2 separate regions of the Athene noctua genome follow, and region 1 is linked to region 2. The links are chromatin contacts, called in public Hi-C maps. All regions are on one chromosome and are shown on one strand. Each heading gives the region's core, a stretch centred on a gene start, on an enhancer-like site or on the middle of the called end of the contact. The rest is flanking DNA. Distances are from core to core; before and after follow the strand shown.

The links. Hi-C and Micro-C count contacts between places; a contact is called where the count stands out from the background.
Region 1: a Hi-C map of heart shows a contact between it and region 2, with 2.7 times the contacts expected there. The contact joins the promoter of CLEC16A here to the promoter of RMI2 in region 2. A contact is called at or near these places in 2 of 2 Hi-C or Micro-C datasets (heart and liver).

Annotation. Positions count from the first base shown.
Region 1 is chr15:15,185,058-15,191,802 of bAthNoc1.hap1.1, reverse strand. It overlaps CLEC16A (C-type lectin domain containing 16A), which reads left to right and starts at 4,688. Exons shown (of 23, transcript XM_074918868.1): 1 at 4,688-4,901. The coding sequence starts at 4,822. DEXI (Dexi homolog) reads right to left here and starts at 3,384. Exons shown (of 2, transcript XM_074919516.1): 1 at 2,414-3,384. The coding sequence starts at 2,938. The coding sequence ends at 2,657.
Region 2 is chr15:15,005,814-15,012,657 of bAthNoc1.hap1.1, reverse strand. It overlaps RMI2 (RecQ mediated genome instability 2), which reads left to right and starts at 4,709. Exons shown (of 2, transcript XM_074919449.1): 1 at 4,709-5,013; 2 at 6,003-6,662. The coding sequence starts at 4,743. The coding sequence ends at 6,151. LOC141966704 reads right to left here. Exons shown (of 71, transcript XM_074919709.1): 71 at 6,792-6,844.

The DNA.
Region 1 (6,745 bases), core at 3,439-5,938, 180 kb before region 2:
GTATTTTTCATCTCTGCTGGTAAAACTGAGACCCATTCTTCCTGCATTGCCTTGTGAATGCTGAGCACTTCTAGGTCTAAGGGAACAGGGCAGGTGAGCAGCCTTCCTAGGCCTGTGGAGAGCACAGGTTAACGCTCGCCCAGAACTTGGGTCACTGCAGGCGAGGCCAGAAGGGATCTCAATCTTCCCATTCAGAGACTGACTTCTGCTCCCGAAGCAGAAAACACAGCTCCAAATTAGGGCCCTCCTCTGCCTGACTTGCTAGGGAACTGGCAAGGAGGAACGGCACAGAACAGTGAAGAAACCTGTAACCAGGATATTAACAAATTCCTTTTCATGGTGACATGCTGAGTCTTTGCCTGCTAGCTAAATAATTATGCAATTTGTGGCCTTGTTGCTGCATATATACATATAATTAAATATATAAATAGATGAAGCTCAGTAATAGTATATTTTTTTTCTCTCTACTAATTGATCTAACTTCAAGGATTTGTGATTTGACTCTCAGGGGAGACCACCACCTAACATGACAACTTCCAAATTAAAGGGTCAAGGCTGGAGCTGGTACCTGTGCAGAGCTCCATTAGCTCAAGGTGGATATAGACTAAGATTTACTTCTGAGCTTTGTGAAGACCTCTGCATTTTAATTTCTACATATGGAGGTGACATGGTTTTACAGTTAGAATATCAAAAAGTTTGCAGAGCTGCTTATCCTATTAATATAAAGGAAAATTTTAAGAAGCCCATTTATCTACACTGAACAGAACTGTGCCCTATCAAACTATGTGTTCGTGTAATAGGAAAAATCCACTGAGGAAAATTACGTCTGTTGTTCTCCTAGGTCTTCCTGAAAACTAGATGTGACTCATCGTGACAAATCCTAGTCAGCAAAAAAGCAATTAAAAAAATATTTTTAATCCCTGTGTTAGATGGTGTCGGAGTAATAAGACTTAGGATTTGGGAAAAGGTATTTTAGGGGAAAAAATGTCTAGGGCTTTTTGTACCAAAGACTTTGCTTAAATTTCCATTAGTTTTTATGAATTTCTTTCCTGGGATACAGAGCATGTGTGTTATTTGCCCAGCTGAAAAGGGAGAGGAGGAGACAGCCACAAACGTGGCTAATAGTGCTTTGTGGGATGCTTAGCTCTGCTCCTGACCTTCTGTTCTAGCGGAAGTGATTCTAATCCAGCTGCTGGGGATGGACCACCAAATGCTGGCATGGACACTTTCATCTGCAGTAACTATATGCAGTGGGATTTCTTCAGTAGCAAAAACGTTTCCCACCACTTGTTATGCTCCCATCTGCCTTTGACCAAGCCTTGTTCAACTGTGTTTGTGCCATCAGTGTTACTCCAACAGCAAAAATGTCTATTTTTTCCCTCTAAACTATTGACCAAAATCACCTGCTATTGCTTTATATGGAAACTGAACAGAAATATTTAGGAGATAATTTCAACCTGTATGAAAGACAGCACTAGAGGAAAGGCTTGGGTTTTTGTTTTTCTTTTGTTGGGTTTTTTTAAACTGGAAGACTGACTAAAATAGCTTGATGTTTAAATGGTATTTGTATAGTATGTTCACCAAGGTTATGTTTGTAACCTTACAACAGAATTTGCTATTTCCGTAATTTCAAAATAGAAAATAAAAAGGTATCCTGAACTGATTTTTCAAATTTACAGACAATATTTTGCTAAAAATTCTACTGGCAGATTTGCTAACACATTTTAATTTAAACTGTGAATGTTTTCATTAACATACATTTGGCACAGAAAGTCCTAGCTAGAAATAGTGATTTTCTTCCCAGTTGCATTTCAGTGTTTTAACATGCTAAATCCCTACAATATTTCCAGAGTTTTAGTATCACTCAAAACTACAATAATAAATCGATCAAGCAAACCCTCGTGCTGCGAATGACAGGAGGAGAACGGTGAGCTGGGTCGGTTTCTTATTTTCCAAGATAGCGGTTTAAGGGGCATCTGACCGAGATGTATTTCTGGCTCGGGTACGGTCTCCGAATTTTTCTAAGTATGAGCCTGGGTGTTCATTCAGAATCAGAGCTGCTTTCAAGACCGGATTAGCAAAGTTGCCCAGCTGTAAGCGTAACACCTAGCGCGGCCGCGGCGGGGGCTCAGAACGGTGACATTCGTCCTCCGGCAAAGCCCCGGTGCTCGCTGCGCAGCGGCGGTCACGGCGCGGCCCCCCCGGCCCCGGGCTCTGCCCGCAGAGCTCGCCCGCGCTAGAAGCCGGGGCGGTGCGTGTGTCCCCCCGCCGCCCGCCGCCGCGGTGCCCCGGGAGGGCCGTCCCCAGCCCTGCCGCCGTCCCCAGCCCTGCCGCCGTCGGGACGGGCGGGCGGAGCGGCGCCGGGAGCGCCCCGCGGGCCGCTGCCCGGGAGGAGCCCGAGGCGGTGACTTACTTCCCTCGCCAGCCCCATGCGTGTCCGCGGCCCTGCCCGGCGGCGGGTGCCGGCCCCCCGCCTCGCCGCTGCACCGGGGGCGGGGGCACTGTGGAGGGAAGATGCTGCGCAGAAGGAGCCGAGCCGCAGCGAGGGCATCCCGGGGCCGCGGCGGTCCCTGGGCCACGGCCATGCCGGGACACCCGGCCCCAGCCCCGGGCCGGGCGGCGTCACCCCGCAGCCGCTTCGGAGCGCCCCGGGGCGTCACTCCAAGTAGCCATCAAAGACATCGAGCTCGCTGTCCGTCTCGTAGAGCACGGAGCCGGGGTCGGAGAGCACCCCCAGATCCACCAGAGCCTGGTCCATATCCTCGGGCAGGAAGACGATGCCTACATTGAGAACGATGTACTCCATCAGGAAGGCATAGTACAGGATCAGCACGTTGACAAAGAACAAGCCCACGTAAAACATATAGGGCAGGACCAGCAGCGCATGGAAGGCCCAGGACTCCAGCGAATCCAGACGTGCCGAGACCGCGGCGGGCATGCAGCCGTGCGGGGCTGCGGCGGGCTCCGGCGGCGGCGGCGGCGGGCACCGACCTGCCCGGCCGGCGCGGGGGGGGCGGCGGAGCCGGGAGCGGGGCGCGCAGGACCGCGCTCCACGGCGCCGGTGGCAGGAAGGGGCAAACGCCCGGAGCGGGACCCCGGGAGGAGGCGAGCCCCGCGGGGGCGCGGAGGCGGCACAGCCGCAGAGCGGCCGGCTCCGTCCCTTCCTTCCCCGGAGGAAGCGGCGCCCCGGCGGGCGGCCAGCGCGGGCTTCAGCAGCGCTGCCGCAGCCCCGCGGTTCGCAGGAGGCTCCTCAGGGGCATTTCCAGCCCGGCTGCTGCAGTCCCGCCGCGGCTCCCCTCCTCCTCCCGCCCGCAAACTTCGCGGAAGGAGCCCGCAGGCGCGTTGGGGCGGTCGGCGCGGAGCACCTGCCGCCGTCACCGAGCCCGCCAGCCCCGGCCTGCGCGGCAGGACACCCCCCCCTGCCCGCCCCCTCGCCTCCCCTCCCCGCCCCGCCGCCGGCCCCCGCCGCACGCCGCGGCCCTTCACCCGCGGGCTGGCCTGGACCGAGCGGGCGGGGCGGCGGCGCCTCCGCCGCGCTCAGCGGCAGCCGGGTCCCGCTCCGCCCGCCCGAGGGCCGGCCGCGGCGGGCTGGCGGGGCCCGGCGGCGGCTTGCGGGGCCCGGCCCGCGCCCCCCAGGGCACTTCAGCACCCCGCAGCGGCCCGGGGCGGGGGGCGGCGCGGGCAGGTTTCATCCCATTCTTTGCCCCTGGAAGTTGCTCCCCTGTTGTTGAACAGGGACCCCCCGGGGCCCTTTGACTTCGGCGGAGGCCTTTCTTTGCCGACTAAGGTTTTAGTTCTATCAAAATACAATCAAAGGCACGATCTTAAACTTGAGGGGGGGAGGGGTTGGCACTGGCTGATAAACTCTTCAGCTTTTGCTTAGATTTATTTTATCCGGTTAAAGAAAAAAAAAAATCTAAACCCAGGTCAAGACAGTCATTAATGGTCCTGTTCTCTTTGTTCTGCTTTAATTTAGTTTTTAAGCCGATTCAAAACTAATTATGCAATCCTGATTGGAAAAGCCTTAGAAGAGGAATGTCAGCAGCTGAATTCCCATTGCTGCGTCTTGCAGGATCCCGTTCTCTGGTCAGCGCTGACCCCGCCAGAGCCGCTCAGTTTTGCGTTATGGGCGGTGAGCGGGGAATCTCGGATTACAGTGCATTTGGGAGGCGGATCCACACGTTAAAAGGCTGTGCTTGGCTTAAGCTGTTTAGTCTTTTTTATTCTTCTAACACTCCTCTCATGACAAGACCTAACTCATAACTGCCACAGAGGGAAGGAAGCAGTTAAATAAAAAACTGAGCCAATTCCTCCGGCTCGAGGAGGTGCGGGCGGCCCTCAGCCCTCGAGGCCCAGCGCTGCTCTCCCGCCCAGCCACGGCCTGACCGAGGGCTGAGCGCCCGCCCGGCAGCGCCACTCGGCTCGGCCTGAGACCGGCTCGTTAGCGGGCGGCCTGGGGCACGGCCCCCGCCGCTCTGCGAGAGCCTCACCGGGACGGAGCCGCCGCCGCGCTGCCCCGGGGCCTGACGCGCGAAGGCGGGAGCCTGGCGGGGCCCCGCCCCGCCCGCGTGACGGACAGCGGCCCCGCCCCGCCCCGCTGCCTGCCGGGACTCGCAGTCCGCGCGGCGCCGGCGGGGCGGGGGACGGCGCTTCCCAGCGTGCCCCGCCCGCGCATGCGCCTTGGCGCTCGTGTGCGCCGGTGCCGCCGCCGCTGGGGCTCCGTCCTGGTCCCCGCCCGCCCGGGCGCCCCTCGGCCGCCCTTCCCCTCGGGGCTATGAAGCCCTAGAGCCCCGCGGGCCGCAGCCGCCGTCCTTCGCCAGCATGTTCGGCCGCTCCCGCAGCTGGGTGGGCGGCGGGCACGGGAAGGCCGCCCGCAGCATCCACTCCTTGGACCACCTCAAGTAAGCGCGGGGCCGGCCGCGGCGCGGGGGCAGCTGTGAGGGGAAGGAGGGAGAGCCGGCGGCTGGGGGCTGCCGCGCGGAGCCGCGCTGCGGTCGGGTCGTCAGGGGACTCGGGGGTACGAGCCGGCGCGGGGGGCGGCGGGCGGGCCGGCTCCGTCTGTGGAGCTGCTCGGGGCAGGGTTTTCCCGCGGAGGGGGCTGCCGAGCGGGGCCGGGGCGGCTCGGAGGCGTCCCGGAGGAGGAGGGAGGCGGCTCGGCAGGTGCCGCTCCCCAGTCGCTCGCTCCCTCCTGGCCTGTGCGTTTTGGCGCAGCTCTCCCGAGCCGAAAGTTCCCGGAGCCCTTCGCCAGCGGCGAAGGAGGCTCTCTGGGCCGTGGGGGTTGGTGTCTTTCTCACGGGATTCTGCTCTTCGTCCCAAAACGCCTTCAGGGCAGACGCAGTTCCGCGGTGTCATGTCACACTCATGGCTGCGGTACGTGTTTGTCTGGGTTTTTTAATAATGCCACAGCCTCATTCAATGGAGTGGAGTGTAAGAGGTGATAAATACAAGAAATATATTCCCCTTGAGGGAGAACTTTGTTTCCTGGTAGTGGCTAAAATGGGGAAGTGAGGAGTCTGGTCCCAGCCTATAAACAATATAGACCTTTTGAGGTGTGTGTGTGTGGGGATCAGTCAGCAGTGACTCATGGCAGTCAGGATGGTGGCTCTGCAGGTCATGGGGATGTACCCTATTTAGAGGGCTCAGCAGCAGGCGTGAATGTAAAGCCGCTCAGCTTGAGAATGTTTGTCTCCAGAATCTGATATCCTTGTGTTACTGCTGACTGCAGAAGGTGGAATAGGTTTTTTTGAGCTCTGCCACTGGAGAGTTGGAATGATGGCAAGGGATAAAGCAATTTAAAATTCTCTGTTCCATTTTAGGGGTTCTGCTGTTGCGAGAAAAATGAGACCTGCTGTTATAACTTCTTTTTCTACTGAACAAGAAAAGGAGGTCATTAAGAGGGGAAGCATTTTCTAAATGAAATCACTGAATAAATAGCTTATTGAGAAATAAGTGGCTGGTAGTTTTTAACAGTCAAATTACAAGGAGGACACAAATGGTGTCTGACAGTAATGAGCAAGATGCACTTATACAAGATTTGGTTCCTACAATTACTTTATCAAGATGATTTATGGATTCTGGTCCTTGTCTCTAAACTGGAAAAATGTTCAAACCCAGCAAGACTAATTGAAATGCATTACTTTTTACCCAAGACAGGGAAATCCAGTCCATAAATACAAAACGGGTGAGGCAGTAGCACTGCAGAATAATTTTGAAAGCATGGTAGGTCAGACAAGTAAATCAACATGATCTGGCATCGCAGGAAAAAGGGGAGAAGTCATCCTCAGATACAAACATGGGACTCTTCTATTTAACATACAAGGGGTTGTCGCTGGGTACAACTGAGCACTAGTGGAGCTTTAGATCTGTCTGCTTTTGATATTGCACTGGAAAATAGAGCAAGAATGCTGATGCATGATGAAATTTGAGGAAATGCAGTTTAAGTTTAGAAAAAGTAGGCTGGTGAGAGAGAGAGACTTAAGGATGTTAGAATGTTTCAGGCAAGAAAAATGTTCTCTTGGGGCCACAGAGGGTAGAAAAAGTGATTAACCCTGTTTGATTTGCAGCAAAAGGAGATTTAGTTCTAAGTGTTGCAGTTTGTGCTTTACTACTTATCTGAGAATTGAATTATATAGTTCTCTACCAATAATACTAGCTTTGGTTTGTTTGCTTTTTTGCATGTGATTTCTTTAATTATGAAATCTAAAATGGTAGTATGTAAAGAACAGCCAAGACCTTTGTTCTGTTT
Region 2 (6,844 bases), core at 3,460-5,959:
ACCCCTCTCTGAGGAGGTGTCTGAGCCAGATGCTGTTTTCCCTTTGCCACACACTGGGTGCAGCTGACAGCTCCTGGCAGCTGCAGGAAAACTCTTGCCGTAATCCTCTACTGATCCCACTAAGCATAAGCTAATATGGAATGTATAGCATCTGTATTGGGTTCTCAGGAAAAAAAGAGCATGAGAGGGTGCCTTGCTAAAGCTTTACTTGATAGCATTTGCCACAAAAGTTAGTTCATCCTATCTTAGAGTGACTCCCATGCGGCTTTGGCAGGACAACACTATGGGAGAGGCCAGACTCTTGTTGTTCGTAGTAGTATTATGGTGTATGTTGCTCATGTTTACCTGCCTTGTCCAAGTCACTTCTAAAAAGTCACTTATTCAGAGCTACCTGCTAACTAAATTCAGGTTGCACCTAGAGTTTTCCTGTTCCAGCAGATGACTTGTCTGGCTCCAGGTGTTTTGAAATTGCTGGTCAAACATAATTTAGCATCCGTACGCCAGACTGATCAGTCCCAAGGCATAAATTACAAGCAGCTGAAGTTCAGGTTAGGGATGCAAATACGACCGACTTCCAACCCATTAATTCCAACCCATTGATCCATTAATTTCAAATCATTAATTAAATTCAGTGATGATGAGGTAGCCTAAAAGAAAAAAACAACCCTGAAGGGTGAGGATGGTTTTCCAGACTTCATCTAGCATGTCAGTATGTCCACATTGCATCTTTTAAGCAGTACACCAAGAAACAACTAAATTTTATATTCTTGTGATTGTTTTGTATAGTTCTGCATGCAGCATAAGAAAATAAACTAGGGTGAATCTCTTTAAGGTGAAACTTGACAGTTCTTGTCTGTGCTAAAAGTTGTCCTTCAGTGAAGTTCCATATGAATACCAGGGAAAGGAAGACAGTTTGTCTCAGATCCCTCTTCTCACTTATAGAGTACTGCATTTTTACGAAGTACTCTTTTCTTATCTTGCTTCTGTCATGCTTAGCTCCTGTATGCTGCTTCCTTTTACTGGAGGAGGATATGAAAGATACAGTCATATCACTTTGCAGTTTACTCTGTGATTGTGGGCAGCCAGTGTCTGCAAGAGATGCTGACACAGAGCAGCGCCTGCCAGCCGGCTGCAGAACAGAGCAGGGGGAGAGCTGCCTGGCCCCATCACACTTGAATTCCCTGAGTTTTTGGGCTGCCGTGGACGAGTTTTTCTATAGTATCTGTTTCATGGACATTTGTGAGCCATTCAGACATTATCATTATGATCCATGTATTTATCAGCTCCACACTTCATGACTTCCTACCATTCACCTGTGGAGCTTCCAGGTAGCCCTGTTTCTGAAGCAAGTATTTAGAAAATACTAAAAATAATTAAAAAAAAAAAAAAAAGATTGCTTGGATTGCAAATCTTAGGGAAAAAAAAAGAAAATTAAAACAAAACTTCTTTTGAAATCTAGTTAGTGACTTCTCAGTACTAGGAAAGAGAAACTGAGAAATGAAACTGAAGAACCTTTTCTGTACATACTAACCAAGGGACTGGGACGGAGACCTTTTTAAAAACTCTTTTGGGTAGGATTAAAGGCTGTAAAATATCAGAATCTCTGCCCAAGGGAAAGAAGGATTTTCTGATTGCATAATATCAGCCTTTTACCAAAAGGGGAGGGGAGCAGAGAATTGCTTCCATTTTAAGTAGTACGGTCAGCGGGAGTGTGAAAAGGTCTGAGCTGGACAGAAAATTTCAAGTTGCTGCTTCTTTGGAAATCTTTTTTCATGGAGATCTAGGGTCAAATTCTTAGTCTAAATTCTCTTTACACCATACTAACAAAACAGTGCCAGAGTAATTGAGGGAAACCTGGCTCCTGATAAGGCTCTGGACTATCTTATCTATGTGTCGTCTGGCCTTTGTGATTCACGTGCACGTTAACGGGAGGAATAACATCCTTGAAGACTGCTTTGAGGAGATGTGCATATTGTAGTAGCAGGCAGAAGATTTGATTCCTTCATTCTAATCCGTGCAAACGGATCTTGTCTCATCCAGCATGCTCTCAGAAAATGTGCTCAAATTTAATCCAGTCTAATTAACAGCCTGTCAGACACCAACTCATTGCCTTTTCCAACTGTGTGCTGGGCGTCCTCTGCTACCCATAAATCAGAGTGTGATTGCTGTGGGATCAGCTCCACAAAACAGTCTGTTGAGGCATCAGACATTTTTCCTGCAGCTGCAGAATGTGTCTCCATGCTGAGCTGAGCCAGTTCTTTGATAAGACCTTTGCAGATGATTCACTATAATTTTGCATTTTACTGAAAGATAAGGATTTTCTGGTTCAGGAAAACAAATCAATTTCTTGGTGCTTATCGCCAGTACTTATGCCCTTCTTCTCATAACACAGTTTCTTCAAGGAAAATCTTTTAAAAGGGACCTTTTAGACTCTCCTGGAGATTACACTCTTGTAGGGGTCTTGCCTTCATCTGTAGATTTAATGGCTTAATAAGCATTAGACCCTCCTATTATATAGTAACAAATAGGAATACAATACTTTTATCAATATTTGGCACAATTAGGTTTTTTTTATGTGAAACTAAATATTGATGCTGTCAACTGACTGCAGTTTAGGGGCATAAATTACAAATATTCTTGTGTGAGTCTTGGTCAAATTTTGCATTCATATACAGTAACCATCTAATGTCTTTCTATTCCTGTAAGCCATATGATCTGATTGCCAGATTACATGATTTGGTATTGTGCTTAGATGTCAGTGTTTTTATTGTTATGACCAATATTATATTTTATTCTTACTGTAAATGGTAACTAAAAGTTAACTGCTTCCTCACACTATAAAAGGAATAAAGTCCCATTTACAGAATGCCTCTAAACAGATGCATGTACCAAAAAAAGATCTTTTGATGTATTTTGCTACTCAGAACAAAACTGGATTTTTAAAACAAAGTAACTGGCTATTTTAATAGAGAACAAAGCCAGCTTTAAAGAATGATTGCAGTGGTGTCAGTTCTCTGTGCATTTTTACCAATTTTGCACTTTTGTAGGTAACAGAACTTGTGAAATTGAGGACTCCATCCCCTTGGCTTTCCTGATTATTTTTCTTTTTCTTTGTTCATCCCCTTGTTTTTTCATTAGCTTATTTCTCAGCTTATTTTCTAAATGAAATGTCAACCCACCCACCTACAGGAAACCATAACATTTCAAGGACTTCAGATTGTGGCAAAACGAATTAGGCCGTCTGTAATATAGACAGACAGAAAACAAATACTTAAAGGCCTGATTTGCGGAAAAAAGCCTCTACAACTCAAATAGAGTTATCAGCAGGTATGTTTACTCCGGCGCCGGGGTGCAAGGGGATCTCTCCACAAAGCTTGCACACCCACCCCACATTTTTACCAAAAACTCACAGAGTGTGGATATCCATATTCACTGGGTTACATAACACAAACATACATATGCATGAGTAGGGCTGGGTTAGAAAGGCTGATGTCAACAGTTTATGTCATCTTTGCACCTACCCATTGCCTCCTGGTGGGCGTCTTCGGGGGTCTTTGGGAGGAAGGCTCCTAGTCTTTCTCACTTTGTTTTTTGCCCGGCCCATACGCGGATTCTCTTGGCCAATTTCTTGAATAACAAGAGTGTTTTTCAGCCGGTTTACTTTCTATCTTATCTAAGAGAACCAATAGAACTTCTGCCATTCGTATATGGCTATCTTTATTCATTAGCAAAATTCCAACTAGTTAGAGCCACTCAAGGCCAAAAGTATAGTATTTTGCTGAACATTGTAATCCTTGGTAGATTTTCACTGTGAACTGCTTTGTTTTGATGAACACAGTAGTCCTTGGTAAAATTCCACAGAACAGCCTGGGCAAGCAGGATTCTTAGCAATATTTTAAAAAATACCATAACTTGCTATAAGTAAGTAAATAAGTTGCTAAGCAGTTTTCTATAAGTAAATAAATCTCAAAACAAATAATCATTTCTCTGTATCAGGCCTCGGGATTGAAGTCTCCAGCTGCCTATACTTTCAGTGCATCGTGCTCTGGATTTCCACAGTATATACGATGAAAAGATCCCCTAAAATCATCCCTGAGAAAACTAGCATGTTCATTTTCTTTTTTTTTTCACGAAACGGGAGGATCTTCATCAGCTAAACAATACACATTAAGCGATCACTTCTTGCTAACTAGTGAAGAAATACAGTGGGAAACGATCCGGGGTGGCTCCTAGAGCGCAGGAGGAGGTGGGGGAGCCGGACACCAGCGCAGCCCTGGCGGGGGGGGGGAGCAGCTGAATCCGCGCTGCGGGGCGGCTTAGGTGAAGGTGAGACACAGCAAAAAAAGTATTTGCTCCTCAAACCGAACGATTGAATCAGACTTTACGCCGATTTTTGCACTTCGATCCTGGATGGAGTTCAGGTGAAACGAGAACCAGCGGGTCTGACCCTGGTGAGGCTCTGAACAAGGGATGGCGGCCGGGGGGGGTGTTGGGGTTACGGCAGCGGCGCGGCTGGATGAACCGCCTGGGAGGAACCTGTCTGGGATCTGCGTGGAAAACAGCACACCTGTGCGAGCGCCGGGTTTTCCGCGGGAGCCGTTCGCGGTTCCGAGGCAGAACAAGCGGCCGCGGCGGGGCGGGGTCGCGGCCCGCGCTGCAGAGGCGGGAGCTGGCGCCGCCCTGCGCTTCCCGCCCTGCGCTTCCCGCCCTGCGCTTCCCGCCTCCCGCCCCTGAGGGCCGCCATGTCGGGGCCCCTGCCGGGGCCGCCGGTGAAGGTGCTGTCCGCCCAGCTGCGGGGCGCGGCGCGGGGCGCCGGCGGGACGTGGCAGCTGGGCCGGGCGGAGGCGGGCCGGGAGCCGCTGCCCCTGCGGGCCGTGTGGATGCAGGGCACCGTGCTGGAGGTGGAGCGCGGCGGCGGCCACGGCGGCTCGGCCCGGCTGCAGGACGACAGCGGCGCCTTCACCGTGCTGGGGGTGGAGAACGTGCCCAAAGGGCGGCCCTGCCTCAGCGCAGGTACCGGCGGGCGGCGGCGGGGCGGGCGGGGCCTCCCCCGGGTGGTGCGGAGCGCTTCCCCGCCCCGTGTTTGTTTTAAAGTAACGCGGCAAAGCCCCTCCTGGCGCCCGCCGCGGGACCCGGCGGGAGTGCTGCTCCCGGGGGGCAGGTGCGGCGGCGTGCGGGGCCGGCGGCCTCCCGCGGGGGGCCGGGGTTGTTCCGCCTGCGCCGCGGGCCGACCCGGGCGGCTCCTGGGCACGGGGACGCGGGGCGCCTCACCCGGTGCCGGGACGGAGCCTCCCGCACCGGGCTGGGAGGGAGACTTGCCGGCCTGCGAGCCCCGGGGCTGTGCCGGTTGTTAAGACTGGCTCTTGCCTGCCTGGTTTGGGGTCACGCTGAGCTGAGCTGCTGTGGCAGTCGGGGAGCGGCGAGTGCTGCCGCGGGGGAGTGTCTTTGTTGCTCTCAGTGGTACCAAGGCTTATGCCTGCTTGCCTGATGAGTTCCAGTAAGGATCCAGCCCTGTTTTCAGTTCTCCACAGTTACAGGAAATGTTTGATCAAACTGGGGTGCTGCAGAGAAGAGCTGTGAGACTGGGAACAAAGATAAGGATTTTTCTTTTTTTTTTTTTTTTTTTTTTTTCCTTTCACCAGTACTGTTAATTCAGCTGGAGAGGTGCTGGACTTCAGCATTGCAGGAACTGTGGTATAAAATAGTCACATAGCTTAATTTCTAGCAGAATTGTCCTCCCTCCACTTGCGCAGCATAAGGAGGAATTGTGCTAGTTTTAACTCTTACTGTATATATCTAGTAGAATCTATCAAGATGGCTGTACAGATAATGAAGCCTTTTCCTGATATTTAGGTCTAAGAAATCTTTGTTCCTTCAGTTTTCTTGCAGGTATTGGCAGCTTTAATTCAAATTGTTTAACTACTTGGTTTTAAATATTTTGCTTTCTAAATTAAAATGTAAATACAAAGGTTAATTAAATTCATGTTTGCTTGTTTTTTTAGGGAAGTATGTAATGGTGATGGGTGTGGTGCGGTCCTGCAGTCCTGAGCCTGTTCTTCGAGCGATAAAGATGACAGATCTTTCTGAAAACCCCGTGCATAAGAGTATGTGGAGCCTTGAAGTGGAGGATTTGCACAGAGTCATCCCCTAGATACTTTTTCTTCTGCCTAAAATAACTGGAAATGTACTTTTTTTTTTTCTTTGTTTTTTTGGTGCAGAACATCGGGGCTTTCTCTGTACTTGTGGTTTCAAACAACCACCAGGTACTCTTGGAGTAAAGTGAAGTGAGAAGTCGGGCTCAGAGTTAAGTGGAGGGATCAGTACATGTCTGATAATAATCACAATGTTCATCTCTTTCACAGTCTTTTTATACCAACAGACTTGAGAAACACTTATTTGATGCTTTGAGTAACACGTCTATGCTGTTCAGAATACTACATGTTCCTACAGACGTTAGTTGCTGTTTCTAGGAACACGTGTTTAGTCATCCCTGTAGCGTGCATTGTTGGCAGCAAGGGCTGCACAGAACTCGTGTTACCAGGGTGAACCCGAGACGTGGAATGGAGGCAGAATGTGTCCATTTAGTCTGTGGTTGGAAAGAACCTCTTTGCCTCTGTTTTCTGTTTCAGTAATAACCATGTCAGTAAACTCTACTTGTGAGACAGGTGTGTCTGTCTAAGCAGTTCTTGTACTTAAACACCTCCCTGCTTTCTGGGTTTCTGAAATACCGAAAGTGGTACAGTAATAACCCCTGTGTTCCAGTGAAGTGAAATTAACTGAAAAGCTGTGATGCAGGATTCCTTGGAATAGGTTCTCCAGGTTCAAGATGCAAATACCGTTACCA